Linked DNA regions of Zea mays: region 2 is linked to region 1. Evidence: chromatin contacts called from public Hi-C data. All regions are on one chromosome and are shown on one strand. The core of a region is the stretch at or near the end of the contact, and the rest is flanking DNA. Distances in the headings are between cores, read along the strand shown.

Evidence for each region. Hi-C and Micro-C count contacts between places; a contact is called where the count stands out from the background.
Region 2: a Hi-C map of endosperm shows a contact between it and region 1, with 2.2 times the contacts expected there. The contact joins the promoter of LOC100280415 here to the promoter of LOC103647667 in region 1. A contact is called at or near these places in 2 of 25 Hi-C or Micro-C datasets (endosperm and leaf).

The regions. Positions count from the first base shown.
Region 1 is chr2:205,787,553-205,793,802 of Zm-B73-REFERENCE-NAM-5.0, forward strand. LOC103647667 (expansin-like A3) reads right to left here and starts at 1,410. Exons shown (of 4, transcript XM_008672171.4): 1 at 1,180-1,410; 2 at 884-1,002; 3 at 1-150. The coding sequence starts at 1,303. LOC100502519 (putative rRNA-processing protein EBP2-like protein) reads right to left here. Exons shown (of 2, transcript NM_001196997.1): 2 at 5,674-6,250. The coding sequence ends at 5,927.
Region 2 is chr2:205,956,371-205,962,663 of Zm-B73-REFERENCE-NAM-5.0, forward strand. It overlaps LOC100280415, which reads right to left and starts at 2,242. Exons shown (of 5, transcript NM_001153338.1): 1 at 1,782-2,242; 2 at 1,152-1,330; 3 at 735-818; 4 at 1-38. The coding sequence starts at 1,947.

The DNA.
Region 1 (6,250 bases), core at 160-2,659:
CCTGTTCAACTGCTGGGCCATCCCGGGCTTGGCCAGGCCCGCGAACGCCGGCCCGGCGAGCAGGAAGTCCGTACGGTTGCTCCTGTGGAAGTCGGTCAGCACCACCCGCACTCCCCCGGCGCTGCACAGCCTTGCGTCTCGGCATCTCATCTGTTTTGTTTGGACCGTCCCAAATTAATCCACCCGTAAAAAATCGCCACAAATTAACGCAAAGAACATCCCAAAAAGAAAGAAAAAAAAAGACAAGCGAGGCGAACAACAGTCGGGTTGCTTATTACTCTTCTGAGACTCCAAAGGAAAAGAAATCAAAGCAGAAAACAATCGATTAAAAGAACTTACTAAGAAGTAAACAGATGCTCCCCGATTTTGGGAGCATCTTTTTGTTAATTATCAGAACTACATTTGGTACGAAGTCGAACTGGAAGTCCCAATTTCGTTTCACTGAACTGAAGGGGGGAGATGTGTGTGTGTGTGTGTGTGTGTGGGGGGGGGGGGGGGGGGGGGGGGGGCAAAACAGATCCCCCCGTGGTCTGCAGAATGTTGCTTTGCGTGCTGGCTCTGAGTTTCTGAAGAAAGCAAGCCCCATCCCAAACGCCCGCACGAATCGAGCAGGAACAGCCCACCACCACCGCACCGTCCACTCCCGGAGACTGTTGAGCCAAAAAAAAAAAACTCGCAGCCGCAACATCGCAATCCAAGATTCCAAGGTACCGAAAGATTCTTGCGGGTGCAGCAGAGCAGTGCAGCGAAGAAAGTGGATTGCTGCCAACCCGACTCAAGCGAGCAAACCGAAAGGACAGGAGAGGAGGAAGAAGCAGCAGCAGGGAGACGTAGAGCGCGCGATGCGGGGGGAGAAAACACACAGCTGGAGTGGAGGCAGTACCTGGAAACAGCGGCCGCAGCCGAGGCCCCCGCGGTGCTGCCTGGGCCCGCCGGCGGCGAGGAAACCCCCATTGATCTCGGCGGCCATGGCGCCGTACCCGCACGCTCCGCTGCTGCTACCTGCTTCGGTTATCCATTACCCAACAATTAACCGGACGGACCAATCGAGTGAAGGAAGGAGAAAGGCAGGCACGGCTGAGATCTGCTACTACTGTGGCTCCATCGGAGACACAGGCAGAAGGCAGGGACCGCTCGATCTGTGCCGGCAGCCGCAGGTACTCGTGCATCAGCGCTTACCGTGAGGGGCCGGAGAGAGCGAGGAAGAGTAGGCCGCCTTCCCCTGCCGCACGCACCGCTCGCTGCCGGCGGACGCGGCGGAGGCCAGGAGAAGCAGCAGGCAGCAGCAGAGGAGGACGTCCATGGCGACGGAAAGAGCCGGCGAGCACTAGAGAGAGGGGAAGGAGACTGACTTCTGTCTAGCTCTAGCACATGCGGCTGCTACCAGTCTCTCACTCTGTTTATAGATACTAGTAGTTAATTTAACCGGCGTTATATAGGACGAGGGGACATGTCACGAGACAAAATGCACTTTTTCTTTATGTGAGAGTCGGTAAAGTTAGTTTTTTTTTTCAAGATATCAAACCACCTGTTGATTTTGAGTTGGACTCTTGCTCCATCTTGATTAGAGTTGAGAGCTTCACTTTTGGTTTTTGGGAGGTTTCACTCTAGAGTTTTATTTTTCGCTAGGGTGAGTGGGCTGCTGACTGTTGTGTTCCCTAGGTATACCTAAGGGCATTCAATCACTTGTTGGATCGAGCACATCTCACTTGTGAGATTTTCCTTTTTAGGGCTAGTTTGGGAACCACATTTTCCCATGAGATTTCTATTTTTCCAAGGGAAAATGAACTAATTTCTCTTTGGAAAATTGAAATCTCGTGGGAAAATGTGGTTACCAAATTAGCCCTTAGAGAATTCTTTCAACCGAATTTTTTCGGGTTGGCCTAGCTGAAACCACAGCATATAGTGTCGTGTCTAGACTATTGACCAGACATGAAACTTAGCTCGGTACGGCTTAATTTCAACGGGCTATGCTTTGCTACTTTAGCTAGACCCGTGTGCCGGGCGGCTCAGGGGCTTGAAGCTCCTCTTCTCCTCCTCTCGCATGAACAATAGAGCGCTCTCCAACACCTCCATAGATCCACATCCACCACACACATTTGTCCCTAAATATTATTATACATAAATAAAATGAAGAAGAGGGAGAAGACAAACGAATAATCAAGAAAAACTAGGGTAGAGAGGGGAAAAGGAAGGAGGAGAAATGCCGGTGTGCTTCTACTTGGGCCAGGAGGGATTCCCCTGCGCCGCCGCGTCCTCATGCATGCATGTTAAATTCAAACGCAGAGAGTTGGCAGCATTTGCATTTAGATCTGTTTGTTTGATTTTAATCTCTATCGACTTCTACTGTTTTTACTATATTTTTGTCTTTATAGATTACAACTACAACAGTTCAAATAACCGGCTTTAATCTAAAAAGCTATGTGTATACTGGCTAATGCTACGCTAGGTACTAGCTACTCCTACACACACTACAGTATAATACTCCTGCTGCTACAGTTTCTAGAAAACTATAGTATATAATATGCAAACAAAGCATGTTTCAGACCGAGGAGTTTGTTTTGCAGCTCATGAAGTCCGTGCATGTGACTGTGAGACTGTAACTTTGACCTAGCGCCATTTTTGCTCTTCTTTTTGACAACTGCATGAGGCATTGCGAAACCTGTCTCGTCGGTGCCACATGTGGCGCGTGCCCTCGAGTTCGACGTACGTACTGGCCGTTTTCAGGACTTGTGAATACCTTTTTAATTCTTTTTCTATATCAGTGTTGGGTGACCTAAGAATATAGTATTTATTTCTCGATCGACGGACATCCTTCTCAAATGCATGCCAGCAATCCCTCTTGCATATAAGCAGAATTACATGAGATCAATATAAAGATGGATGCACTAGCTAGCTACTAAAATTAATCGCAGAATCTAAACAGTTTAGCTGATAGTTCAGGTATTGTCAACTATTTGTTAGCTAATTAATTCTACAACTAACTTTTTAGTCAACTAACTATTAGCCAACTAACTATTAACTTTAGTGCGTTTAAACATGTCTGAAAGTGGCTCGTGTCACTACTGTTTGTTGACGTTCAGACAGACGACAGAATGGTCTGGAATTAGCTGTGTCGTGTTGCTGTAAGAAATGTTTAAGGACCACCGACAGTGACTGCAGCTGGGAGTACCGCACGTTGAGCAAGTTGGGAGACTAAAGTGTTCGAGTAGGTAGGCTATTAAAACTTTTTTTAATCAAAATGAAGTGTTGGTTATTGAACCCTATAAACTAAAGCTAGTTGTTTCTTAATGTGCAATCCATAGAGACAAAACACTTTAGAAACAGTAGAAAAACCGGTACGGATTAAAGCCAAACGAATAGTCTGTGCTAGCTGGAATTGTTAAATATGATCAACTTTTATTAGAGCTACACATGTACTCTTCTTGTCTGTCTAGAGTTCTAGACCCAGATTATAAACGATTAATAGACTCACCACATCAGACACTACTAAAACGAAAGCAACAAGTGTACTCTGTTTGTTTTATATCGCAACGGCCATGCCAATTTCTTCCGAGAGCGAGACGACAATACTTATAAAACCAGAGCAGATTTTCTTTATATATATATATATATATATATATATATATATATATATATATATATATATATATATATATATATATATATATATATATATATGAATTAACTAGTTGAATGGAGCCGTGTAGAAGACACATGGAAGAAGAGCGCGCGCCTTTTGTGGCGGGTCTTCTGCTAGCAATAAGGCAGTAAGCTGATACACACTCACTTGTTGCTTGCAGAAAGAGCCAAATGGACAAAGAAAAACAGATGCCGTTAGCTAGTACAATAAAATAGCATATCCCTCGCTGTTTATTACTTTTTTTTCTCTCAAAAAAAAAAGAATACGTACTACTACTAGTATTAAACTGACCTCACAGATTGCAAGCCAGACTAATAAAATAACAAATGGGCTAAGACGTCTCTGAACATTCAGATTTCAGAGGGGGGGAGGTAACATCCAGCAACCAGGCCCAAAACTTCCTGTTACTCTTTTGAGGCCCAGTCCAAAGACTCCCCCAGCGGTTTTGGTTGGTGCGGCAGAAAATAAAACCGCGCAAGCGCACTGGGGATAATAAAACTGATATCCAGATCGTTGGAACCAGTGCTTTTGGTTCCGTCTGGCAGGAAATAAGGAACATGAACCCTAAACTGTCTCTCTTGCGTTACCAGATGGCAAATTAGTGGTCTTTGTCTCTTCTCTTGCGTGCACTATCTTTTGAGGGCGTTCGGTTCGGCCCTTTTGGCGCGTTGTTTTTCTGCTTGCTGTTTTGGTCGGTCCGCAACAGCAGATCACGGTCACCAGGCGCTGTTTGGTTCTAGAAAAGCAACGTTAACAGCAAATGGAATTGTTCGCTAATTACCAATTTTACCTGGTTCGGTCGCTCAGTGTGAGCGTGAACACCTTTTGATCACTGTCGGGCGCTATTTTTCATACGTATCCCGCCACTTATTTCAAACGTCACTGTGTCTACACCAGTATACCTTGATCACTGGTCATTTCTCTCGAGGCTCCCCCCCCCCCCCCACCTCTCATTATATATCGTGAGCAGTTACAGAGGTGAATACGGGTAAGTTACATGATAGAGTCGGACTGTGACAAGTGGGTCCTACGTGTCATAACTGCAAATGCGAGTTCATGTGTGCGGCTTGGTAAAACTTTAAAATTATGTGAAAATCGTTGCATTAATTTTTTTTTCATATTTACATCCTGAAATTTGGGAATTTCGGAGTGGGACACACCGCTACATGTACTGTCATCAACCACGAACATTTTGCGAGTTAGGCAGATGATGGACCCGGCACCCATACAGTGACATGGCCATAGTGAAAGCACACAAGTAGAAGTCCATTTGCATTTTCATGCAGTGGTTTATCACACACACACAGTGGCACTGCCCTGTCGTTTTCAAACGAGAAACTTAAAAAGAGAAAGAAAGTGATGGGTCTGCACTCCGCTTGCCGGGAGGTGGCGTCTCCATGTTTAACCCATTATCAAACACCCCTTAGATCTTTGTTATGCAGGTTCAGATACACTAGCAGGAACGCTGGACATGCTGGCATGTATGTTGCCTGATTTAGATTTTTAAGAGCATTTTATTTGATCGAATCCTGTATTTCAGTCTCCAGTGTGTTCATCCAGACATCCACTTAAGTCATTAAATCCCCTATCTCATCCTAATCGGTGCGGTGAGGAAACTGTATATCATCAAAATTGGTAAAGGAAAATGTGACTCACGGACAACAGCAATGTTATCACCCCTTTAACCCAACCAGCACATGCATATTAACCAAAACAAATGCAGAACAGAAGGAATAAAAAAGGAAGCACATCAAGCGAGGGTAAAATTTAGGGTCTGTTTAGTTCTTTTAGTCCAAGGACAAAAGTTTTATTAGGGGACTAAAGTTTAGTTTCTATCCTATTTGGTTCTAGATACTAAAAGTTTTCAGGACGCATTAAATGAATCATAAGACCAAAATACCCCACAAAAAAGTAAAATTAATATAGTTTAATCTCTTTTAGCCACTCATTGAGGGACTAGAGACTAAATCAGTTCAGTCCATGTTTTAGTCCCACCATTTGGTAATTTAGAGACTAAATGAGACTAAAATAGAGGGACTAATCTTTAGTCCCTCAAACCGAAGAGGGCCATAATCCGCATTCCGTGATAAAAGAAGACCATTACCAGATAAAGCAAAACATTAAGTCTTATGTTTGGACTGCTTCCCTAGACTATTTTTCCTTCTGGCACACACCATAACAAAATAATGCCGCAGGGGGGAATAGTAATAACACAAAAGTTCAAAACTTCTTCCTCTTCTGGTTTTGAGACTCACCCAAATTCTTAATATATCCATCAAAAGTTCAAAACCTCTTTCTCTTCTTGTTTTGAGACTGACCCCCCTGGTTAAAGCTTCTGAAATCATTAGTGGTCTCAGCGGTGTTTTGCTTCTTCAGCCCTTTACGACCACCGTGCCCAAACATGGAATCCTTTGCCCTCCTGTTCTTTCCTTCTTTACCTCGCTTAGCAAGACCACCAGACCTGTCACCAGGAGAAACACCAGGTCTCCTTTTCTTAGATTGTTTAAATCCTTCTTCTCCTTCAAAATTAAGGTCTGGTGCATCATCATTTCCCTTGGTGAATCCCCCTTGTTGCCTCTGCTTCCTCCACTTCTTGACTGACTCAAT
Region 2 (6,293 bases), core at 992-3,491, 170 kb after region 1:
TCACTGTTGTCGATGAACGGTGTGCTCATTAGACTCATCTGCATAACACAGACCATTGATCAGACCCAAGTATTAGCAGAGGCAACTCGAAGTCGCAATCACTGCAACGCTGCAAATCGACATGAAATGAAACATGGCTGTTGTAGCTTCTAGTTACTATCTGGTCCTATGCAAGCAGGCGAAGCATGTGCATAAGAAAAATATTTGTCTGGTTCTATGAGATCACAAGAGTGACTACAGCATTTCTGGTTTGCTGTCCAGGCAGGTTTGCCTGCCAAGCAATCTTCACAGGCCATTGGATTTCGTTGCCTGACAGCCAGGATCACTGCCTGGCAGGCAAAATACCTGCCAGGCCATGAACCAAACAGGCCCTGATTACCTGAGAATCAGCTGACCGAACGTAAAATCCATGGCAACCAACAGTTGCTTTCAGACACTACCTCCCATATCTGTTACACATCCATATTTTAGGTCCTGTAGTTAAAATGTTTATGGGGTTGATCTCTAGCACCGAAATGCAGATCTAGATATTTCTATGACTGCAAACTTCTTCTAGCAGGGAGTATGGAGCACATTATTATCCACATAGCCATTTAATGCAGAGATACCCATACACCATTAATCCTATGGTCCAAAAATATTTCTCGCATTAATTGTTCGCTAGATTTATTTTTCTAAAAAGAAACAGCTGCTAGTTGGGTACCTACAACTTGAGGGTACTAAGTAGCCTGTACCTGGCTTTGCACTGCACGCTGTAGCGCTGGACTGACTTTCTCCCACACAATTCTTCCGCTGAAGAGGCTCGAGATGATGTCCAGCTGAGAGAACCGATGCAGGCCAAAAGTTAGAACAGATACTGATGAAGTAAAACTTCAATGCACACGGCAGCAGAACATCGTGTTGGTATTGTCATTAGAGAAGCAACTAACTTAGCAGATGACATAATTTGATCGTCAAGCAGAAAAGGCTCAGCAGAACATCTTGAGTTGATGCCAATTGCTTGTCTAGTTATCTTTTTCCTTTTTTTAAATAAAAGAAAAGCTTATGCAAGTCGACAAACAGGGAAGTATGGTGGACACTAGATTAGGTATATGAAAATGATCTTTCACCTCTGGTGAGGAGAAAATAGGCCACTAGATTCTTCCACTCACCACAAAGAGAATGCTGTATTTTCCTGAATGGCTGGACCTCCAAATCTCGATGCAGGACTCAACAGCCTCTATGGAGAAGACTGCTCCAGAAACTGCTCCAACACCAGCCCCGCGGAACATGCCGCTTTCGGTAGACATCCCCATGAAGGCACCAATGAAGATTCCGACGAGTGAGCCCACTGCAGCCAGCACAAACAAATAACGATCAAAACAAGAACAAGCGAAAATTAAATTTACCATTTACGGTAGCGTTGCACACAAGATCAATTGGTCAGCATATAGAACAATCCCGTGGAACAAAGAAAAGAAAGAATCTTTATGAAACCTAGTGCGACAAAGAGTACTGCTACAAGCTTGCTCACAACTCACAAGACAAGCCGGCGTTCCTGAAAGTGGCAAGGAACCTACAAGATTTTTTGTTGCAAAATTGAATTCGTTCCCAAAGCAGCACGGAACAGTCCGGCGTTCCTGAAAGTCCCGAGATTAAACTACCCCGGTTTCCCGAGGGACGAACCCACGGATCCCGCAGCGACCAACCACCGAATTGAATCCAGGTCAGAGACCAGAATCGAGCAACAATGGAAGAGAACATCCCCCCCAAATGATCAAACGGTGGCTCGGGCAACGTACCGACGGCGAAGATGCAGGTGAGCAGCGCGCCGATCGCCCACCCGGCGGCCCGCGCGGCGGCGGCGGCGTTCCCGGCGCACGCCCGCCGCAGCGCGTCAAAGCGGCAGCAGGGGCCGGGAGCAGCGGCGGCCCGGCGAGAAGAGGAGGGGGGAGGCACCGGGTCCATCTCTGCAACGAGCGAGCTCGATCAATCCGGGGAGCGAGCCGAGCATGCTAGGGGGTATAGAGAGGGGACGGCCGCGCGCGTGTATATATATATGAGGCCGAGGCCCGAGGCCCCGGAAACCGGAACCGGAAGGTGCCGCGCCCGCCCAAGCGGGAAGGAGGAGCAGCGAGGGAGAAATCTTGAGGGTTAAGCCGGAAGGGGGCGAGATGAGACGAGACGACAAAGGGGATAGCGAGGGAGCGGCCATTAATGCGAGGGGAAAGAGAAGAGAGGGGGGTGGCGTCACGGCCACGGGAAAGCTGGCGGAGGCGGGGATGAGCGGCCGCCGGCCGCCGTTTTCACTTTCCTCGGCCTCGTGGACGGGCCAGGCGCCGAGCGCCGTAGCGGGTGGGCCTGGTCAGGGGCTGGCTCGGTCTGGTCGTGCGGCCGAGTTTGGGGTCCACGACCGATGACCGTGCATAAATTGTTTTTTTTTTTTGCTTCCCGTACTAATAATAACGGACAAATTCGTTAGCACTATATAATTGCAATATTTTAGTAATCATGTAATCTTCTAACTGTAGCCGCTTCTAGTTTCTGATTTTTTTTGTTCATAATTATCATCACACACGTAGTCTTTTTGTCGCGGTTGAAGTAATCTCCATTTGAACACACGCATTCGTGCATGATATATCCACCAAACTTCACGGTGATTTGCCTAGTGCTGGGAATTGGGCCGTGCCGGGCCGGCCCGGCCCAAGCCCATCGTGCTTCGTGCCAAACGGGTTCGGGCCAAGAAAGCCCAAACAATTTTTGGGCCGTGCCGTGCCAGCCCGAAGTGTAAAAACAGTGGCCCAGCCCGGCCTTGAACCACGTCGTGCCTTCGTTGGGCCGTGCCGGCCCAAGCCCGGCCCGTATATTTGACCACATAAAATCAAAATATTATAACCATATAAAGTGCATATCTTACTAAATTAAAGATATTATACAATTATAGCATCATTTAACCACATAAATTCTAAATATAACAACAATATAAAGTCAATATCTTACTAAATTAAAGAGATTAAACAGATTGGGCTTAATTGGGCCGTGCCGGCCCAAGCCCGGCCCATCTATGCGTGCCGTGCTGGGGGCCCGACGGGTCGGAATTTGAGACCCGGCCCAGGCCCGCCTTCGGGCCGTGCTAGCCCGGCCCATTTTATATCGTGCCGGGCCGTGCTTTGGGCTCTTATTTTCGGGCCGTGCTCGTGCTGGCCCGAAAAGCCCGGCCCAGATTCCCAGCACTAGATTTGCCTCTTTCCTCACTAGTATTATCCTCGACCCAAGTCCGCCTCACCAAGATCCTCATTATCATCACCCTCTCGTTGTCTACCAAGCACATGGCCTCTAGAAGTGCTTTTCCGACCTTGGGACGATTTATATTAACCGGAATCCTGAGCTTCCAATGGCATAGAAAATCGTCCCAATATAATGGCGGCAGATACTGTTCGGTTGGAGAAAACTTGCATCTGCCTAATCGTCAGCAGTTGAACTGTTGGCTGTGGAGTGTGGGATTGTTGCTCGTGCACCGTGGCGTCGGCGGCACTTCCGCTATGATTGCTAGCAGCTAGCTGATGAACGGAAATACTTGTGTACCTATAGCTATAGGTGTATTTGGTTCATCGAGATCAGGACACCACATCGTCGTCCCTCAAGATGTCCCAACTGAGGAAGCACTGTTGAGTGGCTGGCGACTGACTGACCATCGCTGAGAGAGGAACAGCTAGCGAGCCGTGTCCCCAATGCCGTGTGCATGCAGTGTGCTGATGGAGCAGTAACGAAGCGGATCTGACGGCGGCGGACGCAGCTGCAGTTTCTAGCCTGCTCTCTGCACAGTTCGCTCTGGTAGCCTTGTAGTAGAACGGAAGGGTCCCCAGTTCCGTCATTCCGGAGACTGCTAATGCTAAACTAAACAAACCATCGAACCGAAACCACACGCCGGAAGCCACTGCATGCAGTTCGTTGCAGAGAGCTGAGCTGAGTGGACGTACATGGAAATGAATGGTCAAGGATCCTGAAGAATCGACGAGTATGTTCACTGTACCAGCACAGTGCGCGGTTCAGATTCTTCCTGAAAACCCCACAACATTTACCTCTGTTCTTCCAACGCTGCGATTGCGGTTGCGATGTCGCTAGCGATTACGTACCATGCATATTATTACTACTACTAGTACTGATTTACTTTAGTGGTTTGACCTGAAATTCTCACCTAATTTACTTCATCGAATCAAGGAGATCCCTCCAAGACCTGTGCTGTGCAGCACGATATGACCCGAATCCTCGAATCGTCTAGTATAGTATGGTGCTACTACACGATTGGACAGCAGAAAGGAAAATCAGCCAAATGACGACCATCACTTGGGATTAAAACACGGTGCAGTCGTGCAGACACACACACACACAAAACTCCCGCCCCCAAGAAAACTCACAACAACCGCTGGTAATTTAACATATAATAACATATTTGCTACAGGTACATATATAATTTTATATATGTACAGTTGTTGTACATATATATTTGGATAGAATAATATTAACCGGAGTTCTTGGTTTGGTCATTCTACAACCTACTTGAGTGTTCGAGTGCTGTTTTCCTACGCTCTGAGCACCGATAGATAATCTGCATCTACTCGTCAGCAGTTATACCTGCCTTTACCATGATATCTCATTTGGCAGCTCCGATTCAACCGTTCCCTTTTTTATATCCAAATTAAATAATCCAAGGCTCCTTTTATCTTCTCACAAACAAAACCGCCATCCATGTATGGCCCCAGTGCAGACAAAAAAAATCTATGTGTGGGATCCGATGATCCATGTGTATGGCTATGGCCCCAACATTTTGCTTCAGGTAGGCGTACTGTACGTGTTCCCTCGCGCCAATTTGCCAGACGTTTCTTTATGTGTGATAGCAAAAGAACAACTAGTCCTTTCGGCAGCGCCACGTTTTTGCAGATCTTGGCTTAGCCGCACACAAGCAACTCCAAGAAACAAAGATTGTGTGCCGTAGAACGGTAGAATCTCTAGAATTAATAATTAGCTACTAAAAATTATTTATCAACTAATAATGCAGCTAATTATTAGCTACCTCACAACTAACAAATAGTAGTTTATTAGTTCTAGGGAGTTCTAAACAGGGCCTTAGTTGTTTGCAGTGTCTCTTGTTCATTCTATTGATCACAAGATTGGAATCCTGTGACTTATCAGATTGTAGCACATCCAAAGTTTCATACATAATTGGCAGTCACAGTTACGCTTAGGCAGCTCTAACAAACCGACGAACGCATCTTAGGCACGGTCAAGGAAAAGAAAAAAACATAATAATAATACATCTTGCCCCTTCTTGCTGGGCCCTCCTTGTCAAGTGCGGCCCCTCCCGGTTGACGGTCCGAGAGTGCCAATCACGTATTCGTGCAGGATGTGGCCCAAAGTATATATAGAGCATTATTCGCTGGTTTGGTCGGCGCGGCGGTCCAGCCAAAGTTTTCATCAGTCACTAGTATTTTCCCACTATCGTTCGTCTATCACATTTACGAGTCTCAAACACGCGTATTCTCGTACGTGTTATCAAACGGTAAATTTAAGAATTCTGTATGAAATAAAAGTCTAACTAAACTAAACTAAACGGACATAGCGTATTAATCTCTATAGTGCATGGATGGAGTATATGGAAGTGGATGCTGTGTCTCTGCTCATGACGTTGAACCGGCACCAGAATCCAAGAACGCGATGGATACGGTACGGTCGAGTTGGGCACACAACATTGATGACCAGCAACGGCTGCCATTCAAGTGTCTTTTCTTAGTAGTACTAGTACAATTGTACAAACCGTTTGCATTGTTGTAGTATCGTACTAAATATATCCTATTCACCTACTATGTTAATGGACTAAGCAGGTAGCAGCTGAAGAGAGGAGGTTCCCAAGTGATGACAAGAGACCAAACTAGACCAGCTGAAGCCCAACCACATCAGCATTAATTAAGGCCGATCTCCCAATTCAGTTCCAGAGGAACACGCATGCACCATGCATCAGTTAATTACTCTTAGCTAGACCTAGACGGATGCGAAACGTGTAACTGTTTATGACGACAAATAAAGTCTCATCTATCAGCGTGCTCATATATGTGCAAGTTGAGATACGTCTGTCTAGCTATCGGACAAGTGCCGCTTGCTTAAATGTTCCCCAACGGACCACGCCACTCAATGAGCGTCGAAACATGATTGAGATGGGTAAAGTGTGTCCAAACACCAAAAGGCCTTCAGTGGGTTTTCTTACGTGAAAGTTTAGTGCTTGTTTAGTTAGGTGCAGCTCTCATATCTCATTCATA